2 separate regions of the Anas platyrhynchos genome follow, and region 1 is linked to region 2. Evidence: chromatin contacts called from public Hi-C data. All regions are on one chromosome and are shown on one strand. Each heading gives the region's core, a stretch centred on a gene start, on an enhancer-like site or on the middle of the called end of the contact. The rest is flanking DNA. Distances are from core to core; before and after follow the strand shown.

Region 1 (5,003 bases), core at 2,127-4,626, 77 kb after region 2:
TGGGGAACATTCTCTTGCATTTAGAAGGAATTTTAATAGATCTTCTAATCCTGCTTGGGAGGTAAAGGCAAACACAGGATACTTCTGCATACAGAAGTCTGCTTAGAATGGTAACTGAGGTCTTTATCCTAAATCTAAATGAAGAAAAGAATGTATGGGAAAAATATTTGTTTAAATGACAAGACTGCATTGTAAAAAGTAAATAAATAATGAGTTGTCCTCCAAGAAACAGACCAAAAGGAGCTACAAGTCAAAAGAATAAGCAAGAAATGGACATATGAAATGCCACCAATTAATCCAGCAATTAAAAGTCACCAGAAATTCTATTTCCCTTACATCTGTTTCTGTTACATCCACGTGGTTTATGTATACTGTATAACAATATTAAAGGAGGACAGAAGACACGTAAAGTTTTAGAAGAGAGGACTAACTTGATTTTTGCCATAGTAACCCTGTTTCAAAGAGTTCTTACCACAGAACAGAAACATCTTACAAGATGGTGTCTGAAATTACAACCTGAGGATGGAGATAATAAAAGCAAGGAAGTAAAACACAGAAAACGCTGCTTGAGTTTATCACTCATTTGGATGACTATGATTGTTGGGAGCATCACGTCAGTACTGTTAATAGATTGCATAGCTCATGAAAGTCTAACTCTTCATTTGAAATTAAACGCAAACTTCAAATTATTGAAGTGGTACTAATTAGGCCTTAGTTTAGTGTTCAACAACATTCAACTACATTCAACTCTGTCAAATGCACATACAGAAAAGTTAATTATAACAAGAGAGACTTTTCTTCCTGCTGATTTTTAGTTGAATTGACAAAGGACATTCTTAAGTAACTGGGTAGACCCTACATACAAACTGACACTATCTTCTGCATATGAAGCCACATGAATATCGTAAGTCAACTCTCAGACCCTATAAAATACAGAAATCATGTAAATTCAACCTCAAAACACGCTATAAATTTGATTAGAAGAAAAGTGGTAAGTCCACACTGGTACCTACAGATTATATTTTGCAAAAATACTTATGAAACTTCTTAAACCAATTATTTTCAGGCAAGAAATCCCGACCTGTTAAAGGAAGAAACTAAAAATGCACACTATATACCCAAACCACAAAGTAACACATATAAATACTAAAATAGCAGACAACTTAATGAACAAGAAAATTGCAGCTTATGAGAGAAAAATTAGCAATAGCTATCACTTCATTTGTTTCAGGACAAGATGTTTTATCTTTTCTCTATTACGATGAATCAACAAAACAAAACAAAAAAAACCAGACCATAACACATTTACAATACAAAGAGAACAACATCTGAAAACACAACAAAAGACTGCAGAGCACACTTAATCAACTTCAACTTCAGCAAGAGCTTTCAGCTCTTCCAAAAAGCTATCTCAATGAACAACGAATTTGGAGAGCCAGGGGCCAGCAGAAAATGGTCAGTATCAAAATCTGACCTGAGAAACAACTATTAATTACATATATACATAATATATATGTTGACATATGATTGACAGACATATGTTTACATGGTTGACTTTTTTGTTATTAATTCAGAGAAGAGTAATCCCTAAACATTTCCTATAACATTTAAAGTTCATTAAACTGTAACGAATAGGAATTTTACTAACCTAAAATCTCAAAATTTAAGCTGACTTTGCTAGGGCAGACTTACACTTAATAAATCAACATAAGCTGCACAGAAAAATTATTTTTCAAGGAAGCATCAAAATAACACAGACTGTTTTTCTACTATTAAACCAATGTAATTATGAAGCTCCTTGTTAGAAACATTTCTCAGAAAATATTATTCCTTGATCACTGAATTTCAAGAAAGCATATCCAAATTATTTTCTGTATTATTCAAGCTAGTTTCACTTTCAGAAGATGACAAACTCTATTGTAATGGGTATAGCATACTGTATCTTCAAGCCTTTTGTTTGTATGCCTTCGCGTTTTTTCTTCTTTTAATTACTAGACAGAAAGGAAGTCCACTAATTAAGATACCACAAAAAGCATGAAAGTAAGCCCTGGGTAAATACTTCTATTTTGAAAATTAAGAAGTAACACAAATTCTGTAAACTGCTGTTTATAAATGTCTTCTAAATAAGCAGAACAACTGGAAAATGTAAGCTAATATCCCAAGACACATCACCAGACAAAGTAATTTAGTCAAGAATTTACTGAATAAATGAAGAAATAAATTAGTTGACCAGAAGACTATTCTGAAAGGTCTGCAAAAGTAGAAAAGACTTGCAACGACGGCAACTTTTCAAGATTTCAAGAACAATTTTGGCATCTGTGGTCAGTACACTTTCAGTCTCTAGAATGCAGGTACAATACACTTAAGTCATTCCATGGATACAAGGGGGAAGGAGGGAGCTGGCAGGGGGGTGAAAAAAAGGTGTTCAAATCCTAGATTTGTGAAGAAAAAGTACCAACCCCGAAAACAGCTTTATTTAAGGGATTCCAACTCTTAAGTCAGACAGGCTGCAAACAGAAAAATCTGCTAATTGACTCAGATTCATGGCAGAAAAACTTATGCAAAGATTTTATATGTATTGTCTAAATGGACATTTCTGTCATCTATTCCTGCTATGATTCTCTGCTGGACTACAAAAAATCATATTAATCATATGATTGTGAAAAATCTTATCAAAGAAGCCAAAGGACCAAGCTGCATAATGCAGCCACTGTAACCACAGCTTTTGAGACAAACTAACCTTTTTCAAAATTATTATTATTTCTTACATCGGCTTTTATGTGTCATCTATCAAACAACACAACAGTCCATACTTGTTTTCACATTTAGCATTGCTTTGCAAGCACCTCCTTGGTCTCACAGGATTGTGCTCAGAACTCTGCATTTGCTTCAAAATTTACAAGAGCTGTAGAAACAGAGGAGGGGGAATTAAAAAGGGGCATTTTTATTGAGTAATCAGACTGAGTGGTAATGAAAACAGTAAGAAACTACAGTGATCTGAAACACTACAGTGATCTAAAAAAAGACTACTCTGACATACCAGAACAGTGCAGAAATGTGGATGGACAAGAATACAGGATTAATGAATTAATAAAAATTACAGAATTAAAGCAAATACTTAAAAAGAATACATTTTACTGCTAGAGTTGCTATGCCACAAGACAGATGAGTTTTATTAAACTTCCTCGTAAGTAGTGATCACAGGAAAATTTGGCTCATACATCACAACCTCCATACAACTGGAACATAAATAGCGCAACAGCGTGAACAGTAACATCAGATATAACCTCCCCAGTGGCAGCACCATACCCAGCCCCCAGACTGGTTATTCAGTCACCACGGAACCATTAAAAGCAGACAAATTTCCACCCCTGCCTCCTCCCCGTGTTGCACTTGCCAGGATAAGCAGCCACGATGGGATGGTGGAAACACGCAGCTGAGGCTAAAAGCCAAGCACCCACGCCACGCAGGGACCTACAGCCTGTAGACACCAAGCTGTCCCACTGGTACTAAATGGGGTGATAACCCCTAGCAATTGAGCTACTATCCTCTTCCAACATGATGCTGCACTAGAAGCTGTGGTGGAACAGCAATGAGCTGTACTTTCTGCTAGGTTGGTAATATTCTTGCCGTTTCAGTAGATCTGTGGAGTGACCCAGTTATTTTCATGACTTGAATTAGAACATTAAAAAAAACAAACACTTTTCCAGTTGTTTGCAAAATTGTAGTATTAAATAACGAAGGTAAAATTAATGCATCTGCAAAGCATATCTATCTGCGTGTACTGTGCCTAACCAAACCGGTAATTCTCCAGACAACTGACAGTAAGGTCTTGTCATTACTTGTTCTGACCTATCATTTTCCCATACCGGTTTAGATTCACATGCTTTGTTGGAGCAGTTTTATTGGAGTGCTGAACACTTTTCAATAAAAACCGCCAGAATCGTGTTTGGTTAAAGAAAAAAAAAAAAAGCATCTCAATAAAAAGATTTTTTTTTTTTTTTTACATTAAACGTTTACAAGAAATTCAAGTCTTCCTAATGACCTTCCAGTACCAATTTGAAGATCTGTCTTCAGTACTTGAATATTTAAATATTTGCAAGCGTCACATAATTTGTAACATGGAGAAGCAGTCTTGAAATGTAGGCATCTTTACCCTCCAGTTATAGTTTGGCTGAATCTATTAAAACCCCATAAAGTTACAAACTTTTTTCAAAGCAGTTTTCAATGTACATAGCCTCAGCTATCAAGACTAGCTGTCAAAACACTCTGGACTGCAAGTTTGCAGACACTGTCAGATTATTTATTTATTTATTTATTTTTAATTTCCAAGACTTGCTTGTATTTTTCATGATCTTGCAAAAAAATAAAGACAACTTCATTTAAATAACGTATATTGCACACATTCATGTGCACACACACTGCTGAACCATTAGGCCCTGGCGTCTCTCGTAATAGTTCAAGGACTATTATAGTTCAAGGATTGACTCTGCTTCCGAAGTTGGTCTTTTTCATTAATTTTATGTTTAACTTCATAAAAACTACTATTTAAAACAGAATGAATCCCTGCAACTAAAGTGTGTTTAAAGAAAACCATAAAGCTCTGCCCCATGACTGTAATCTAGCTATCAGGCCTGAAATCTTTTATCTGCCTACACCCAGAGCAGATTGTACTGATTTTTATCAGGGCTAATTCTCTGATTCCAGACTCTTAAGTTTACGCAGAAGATCTTCGTAAATTTTTATAAACATCCTTAAAGGCAAGTTTATGCAGCAGAGTCAAGTCTCAGTCTGACCTCCCTGGCAAGTAGCAGGTCCAGAAGCATTGAAATAATCCAAGCTTATAAGCACTTTAAAGAATACCAGTTTAGTAAACTATGCAGCCAGTTTACAAATGTACTCTTTGCAAAAAGTAAAAGTTTCTAAACACTCCCTCTCCCTCAAACACTCATTCCCTAAAGCTGAATACATTTTCTCGTCTGCATCTGGCTGAGAACAAGCCT
Region 2 (4,801 bases), core at 2,055-4,554:
ACGCCTCTGGTGCTTGCCTCCAAGTGAACTGCTGGGCAGTGGCTCAGCCCTGCCAGGGCAATAATTTCACGTTGCAGAAAAAGGGCGAGAGGGGACACGTGTTGGAGGAGGTGCTGGCAAGCATGAGGCCGGAGGAGCTGGGGGAACAAGGGGCTGATAACTTGGCTTCTTTTTGGATTCCCCATGGAGATGAGAAAAGGGCTCGTTTTTGGCCTGCAGTCTGGACAGGCTGTGCAGATCTCTTGTTCCTGGAGTCTGGTGACTAACCATGGCCTGGATTTTTCCCTCATCGTTTCTTATCAAGGCTGTTGCTAAATACTTGTTACAGCTGGAGCTCTGCAGTTCTCCTCCTGTTGCCGTGTTTAGGCCCTGGTGTTCGCGCTGTTAGGACTGACGTGTGGATGTCTTTGGGCACTTCAGCATTGCGGCAGGACCTCTGAGGCTGGTCTCCCAGTCTTTAGGGATGTCACACTGAACACACGACGTGGGTTTGGGGCACTACAGAAAGTTACTCGAGTCTTGTGTTTGAGACTCCTCTTCCAAATGCTTCGTCTGATCCGTCTCAGGCTGCTGGCTGTGGGGAAGGGGATCACCCTTCTGTTTGTGGGAGAGCTTGGGTAAAAGCACAGGTGGAAAGGATTCCTGTTGTGAGGCAACGAGGCTGTTAAACAGCCTGTATAAAACCCGTCCACGAGCTCAGGGAGGGATTTGCAGTAGAGCACGGAGGTGTGTTATCAGCTGGCTTTAGCACTCCCCACGCTGCCCGCGTGGTTCCTGCAACATTCGAAGCTCCGGGCAGGCGCTGCGGTGCCCCAAGGCCTGTGGCCTTCCCTCGCTGTCCCCTGCCCCCTGCACCATGCCTGCCCCTAAATGTCACCAGAGACCAGCCAAGCACAGTTTTAGGACGCTGATGGTTTGGACACGTTGCCAACCCCAGTCAAGACCACTGGCACCATGCCCTTTATTAAAGATGAATCCGAACAAACAGCACCGAGCGCGGCTGTCGGCTCCCCCCAGGCAGAGCCCTACGTGAGCTCAAAAACACTCAACTTCTCTTTCAGACTGTGTCTCTCTCATTTAGAAACCGAATACGCTGCAAGATTAAAATCTTGCTTTGTTAAAAGGGATGTAGGGACAGAAAAACATCCTAGGCAACAATTCCCCTCGCTCACGCCCTTCAATTAGATCACCCTCTGCCCTCCTCTGGACAGCGCGTGGCTCGCGGTGCTGTCTGGCGGGGCTATTTTTAAAGCATTGCTCAAAAGCCACGCGGGGTTTGTGAGAGGCTGGGTACGTTCAGCCTGTCTGCAACCTGGGCCTGCCTCTTCTCCCTCTGCAGCCGCTGCCCCTGCTTGCTCTGGTGGCGGAGGGGTCACAGGCCCGGCGGCTTGTGACTGCTTGCCCACAGCAGGAGCTGAAAGCCTTTCCCAAAACTTCCCCCCCTTCTTGCCTGCGCCTTCTGCGGAGGTTTGGAAAAGCTCTTTGTCAAATGGAGTCGGCGATGATGACTGTTTAATAACAAATTAAGCATTTTTGTGACCCTTCCAATGCTAATTATGGTTTTCCTAGCCTGAGCAGCCTCTCTTTGCGGTGTGGCTGCTGCCAAGGCATGAAGCCACACGTGGAAATTGAATGTATAACATTCAAACTTCAGCATAGGTCGGGGTTTTGTTTCAGACTTGGCCAAAGGTGTGGGCGGGTTTAATTACCGCTTTTATTTATTGATTGATTTTTTTAACCCTGTGCTGAGCTGCAGCACTGTTAAGCAATTGTGCTCGTTTGCAAATCAAGTCTCTTCCCTGCTCTCTGCTGCTCAGAGCGCTCCCAGGTCAGGGGGAAGCTCAGCGGCTTCTGCACAAAGGGCATAGGGATCCCCAGCGTGAATGTCCTATGATCTGGACAACTTCCTGCGTGGGGCAGGACGTGAGCTCCAGTTCTTTGTCTCCAGACCAGATCCCGATGTTCTGCTTTTACGGAGGGCACTCGGTGGTGAGTCAGAGGCTGTGCAAGCAGGGGTCGAGGAGGTGAGGGCTGGAAGCTGCTTCCCTTCACACCAGGTGCTTGGGGACACGTGGGCATGAGCAGTGGCCTCCCAGCAGCTGCTGCGCTTGTCAGGCTACACAGCATTTGCCCCTTGGCCAACCTGATGCTAAACCGAGTTGCTGAAATATTCCCAGGGCCAAATTGCCTGGTGTGCCCTGTGGTTTGTGGAATGGTTTGAGAAGGAGGTGGAGGCAGCTAGCTGCCACTGCACGTGTAGTTTGCTCAGCTCATGGGCAGGGCAAGGCAAAAGGCAGAATAAATTCTAGAGGAGCATCTGAAGCCTGGTTCAGCGGGTAGCAGCTGCGTGGTGCCTATTTTGCAGTCTGTATTGCAGCTGGCAAGGGGACAGGGCAAGGTGCGATGCAGAACGCAGGTACCAGAGAAAAGCCATTTCGCCCTTGCAACTTTTGCCCTTCTTTCCTTCAGTGCATCGAAGCTGGTGCTGGGATTGAGAAATCAAGTGTCTGTAACCCAGGAAATTCCCAAACTGAAAGTTCTTAGGGCAAAATGTTAACCCTGCTGCCCTGCATAGCCTGTACGCTTCGCTGCGTAGGCCAGGGAGTAATATGCTACACTGGAAAGGAAAACAGGAATAGGGAATGCTGCATATGCACCATTTGGCAGAGTTTATGTTAATGTAGAAACTTAAACTTTTGGTATTTGCTGATATTTAAAGGTTTTATTTCTCAGCTTTAACAATAGGCATTGCTGCTTTTTCCCTGTCACACAGATGATAGATAAAGGCCAAGTTTTAGAGAGCAGCTCCAGAAAAGCAAGCACGGATCATAACAAGTTACATGCAACACTTAGAAAGTGCAAAATCCTCAAAAATATTTGAGGGCCTTAAAGATGCTGGTGGATTCAGCTAGCCCTCTCATCCCTCTCATGTCACTTAACCACTTTCAGAGCTCTAATCGTGGCTGATTTAGTAGCCTTGTCATCGGACTAGGGCAAGCTTGAAGCTGTCTGCTCCTGCATTTCGCTTAACAGGCTGACATTCCTCACTCTGACACTTTCTTATCTGAGATTCCTTCAGTGACCGTTCAGCTTTATAAGGTCCCGTGTCCAGATTCTTTTTCTACCCGTCTGTTACTGCTGGAATCGGGTAAAGTTGAGGCATTTTTAACCTCATGACATTATTTAGGAAAACAAGTCTTATTACAGCTCTCCAAGTTGCAATGCCAATGTTCTGAGCACCAGAGCACCGCATGCAACACAGCAGCTGTTACATATTCAAGGGTGAAATTCCAATAATAGTATGCTATATAATTTCTGGATAAATATTTACGCTTGTGAAGGCTAAGTGACTTGGAGTACTATAAACTCCAGCCTTTGGGGCAGGCCACTGCAACTTAAGCCTTCTTGCAGTGACCTAGTGCTGACCTTTCTCCCAGGCTAGAGGCAGAGTGATTGCTGGAGGTAAAAATTCAAAGTGAATCCTGAGGCCTCTGCTGAGCTATAAAGCAGTGCATAAAATGCATCAGATGTTATTTGAATGCATCTACTCATCTCAGAATCACTTCTCACCTTGCCTAAGTTTCCTTGAAACATCTGTCCATATAACTTCATTCACTAACCCCGTGCGATGTCGTTTCACTATTGGTGAAGGAGTGTAAAAGCCTCTTGAGGATGACTAGCATCATATCATGAGCTGGGTTCTTGGTGTTTTATTCATTTGATAGATGGGAGGCGTGTATTTATGCTGTTAGAGTGTGCGGACAACTTCAATGTTGTGGTGTGGTTAACTTTGGAAATGCAACTGAAACAACAAGCAGGACTGCTACTGAAATGGTTGTAGGAATTAGGTCCTGTTAGCCATTAGGAGCTGTAGTTCTGGGTCCTTCAGCCCTCATGGAGTGAGCAAACAAACAAACAAGAGGCAAAGCTGTAGTCATTGTAGTCATGTACAGCTGTAGGCAAGCTGTAGCAGAGCTGGGATTCGCTCCTTCCACTTAACCTGAACATGTTTTTAAAAAGCTGTGTGACCCCTCACTTGCTTCCTAAACTCCATTCCAGAGGTGTAACAGCTGTAGCCTTACTCCTTTTTCTCCATCTCACTAGTGCTGTTATTCCATACCTAAAACCAGAGAAAACTCCATTCAGTACAGCTGATGGGCTCCTTTACCCTCCTACCTGTCAACAGTGCACTGGGAATGACCCCATCCACGCGAGACAGAAGAGCGAGCCGTGATGGTGTGTCTCATTTTAATGTAAGCTGTGAGGAAGTATTTCATTTGCTGCTCTGAAGCACTGGAATGCTGTTCAGACTCCTGCCTTCTACTGAGAAAACAGAAGGCAGCCTTGGCCTTTCAGAAGCGAGCCATCCTAAATCAGGGGTCTGTTGACTTAGTTCTACTTACTTGCCTAGAGGAAACACATCGCCAAAACTATGTCTTGAAGTAGCTTTCCTAAGAAAGCCTGATTTATTTCTATGAGAGTCCACCATGGCTGGTAGCTGTTGTCAATTCTTGTTATTATCTTTGGAGCTAGAACATTATCAGCAGGTTTATGGCTTACTAATGCCATGTTGAGGATTGCTTATTTTATCTGGCAGTTGATATCTAAAAGAATGGCTTTAGGACAACGATATACATTTCAGCCTGAGGAACTCATTAATAATACTTTAATCCATGGGAGTCTTAGGTTTTATTTTGCTTTACTCTGCACTGGGAGATTTTTTTTCTTGATCTGTCCTCTCTGAACTTGCCGAGCACGAGTTCCAAATCCCAGAGACTGCAGAGATTCTGTCAAGTACTTC

Evidence for each region. A called contact is a pair of places that touch in the nucleus more often than the background predicts.
Region 1: a contact with region 2 is called in a Hi-C map of skeletal muscle, with 3 times the contacts expected there. The contact joins two enhancer-like sites. A contact is called at or near these places in 3 of 8 Hi-C or Micro-C datasets (liver, skeletal muscle and subcutaneous adipose tissue).

What each region holds. Positions count from the first base shown.
Region 1 is chr3:46,827,540-46,832,542 of IASCAAS_PekinDuck_T2T, forward strand. All of the region lies in intron 23 of AFDN (afadin, adherens junction formation factor), which reads right to left. Among named protein-coding and RNA genes, the nearest start is that of KIF25, 35 kb to the left of the region's middle. Within about 2 kb of position 3,377, at least 1 of the 8 cell types and tissues checked has an H3K27ac peak or open chromatin away from gene starts, as enhancers often do.
Region 2 is chr3:46,750,132-46,754,932 of IASCAAS_PekinDuck_T2T, forward strand. All of the region lies in intron 1 of LOC106016325 (a long non-coding RNA gene), which reads left to right. KIF25 (kinesin family member 25) reads right to left here. Exons shown (of 16, transcript XM_027454235.3): 16 at 4,633-4,801. The coding sequence ends at 4,690. Among named protein-coding and RNA genes, the nearest start is that of KIF25, 42 kb to the right of the region's middle. Within about 2 kb of position 3,305, at least 2 of the 8 cell types and tissues checked have an H3K27ac peak or open chromatin away from gene starts, as enhancers often do.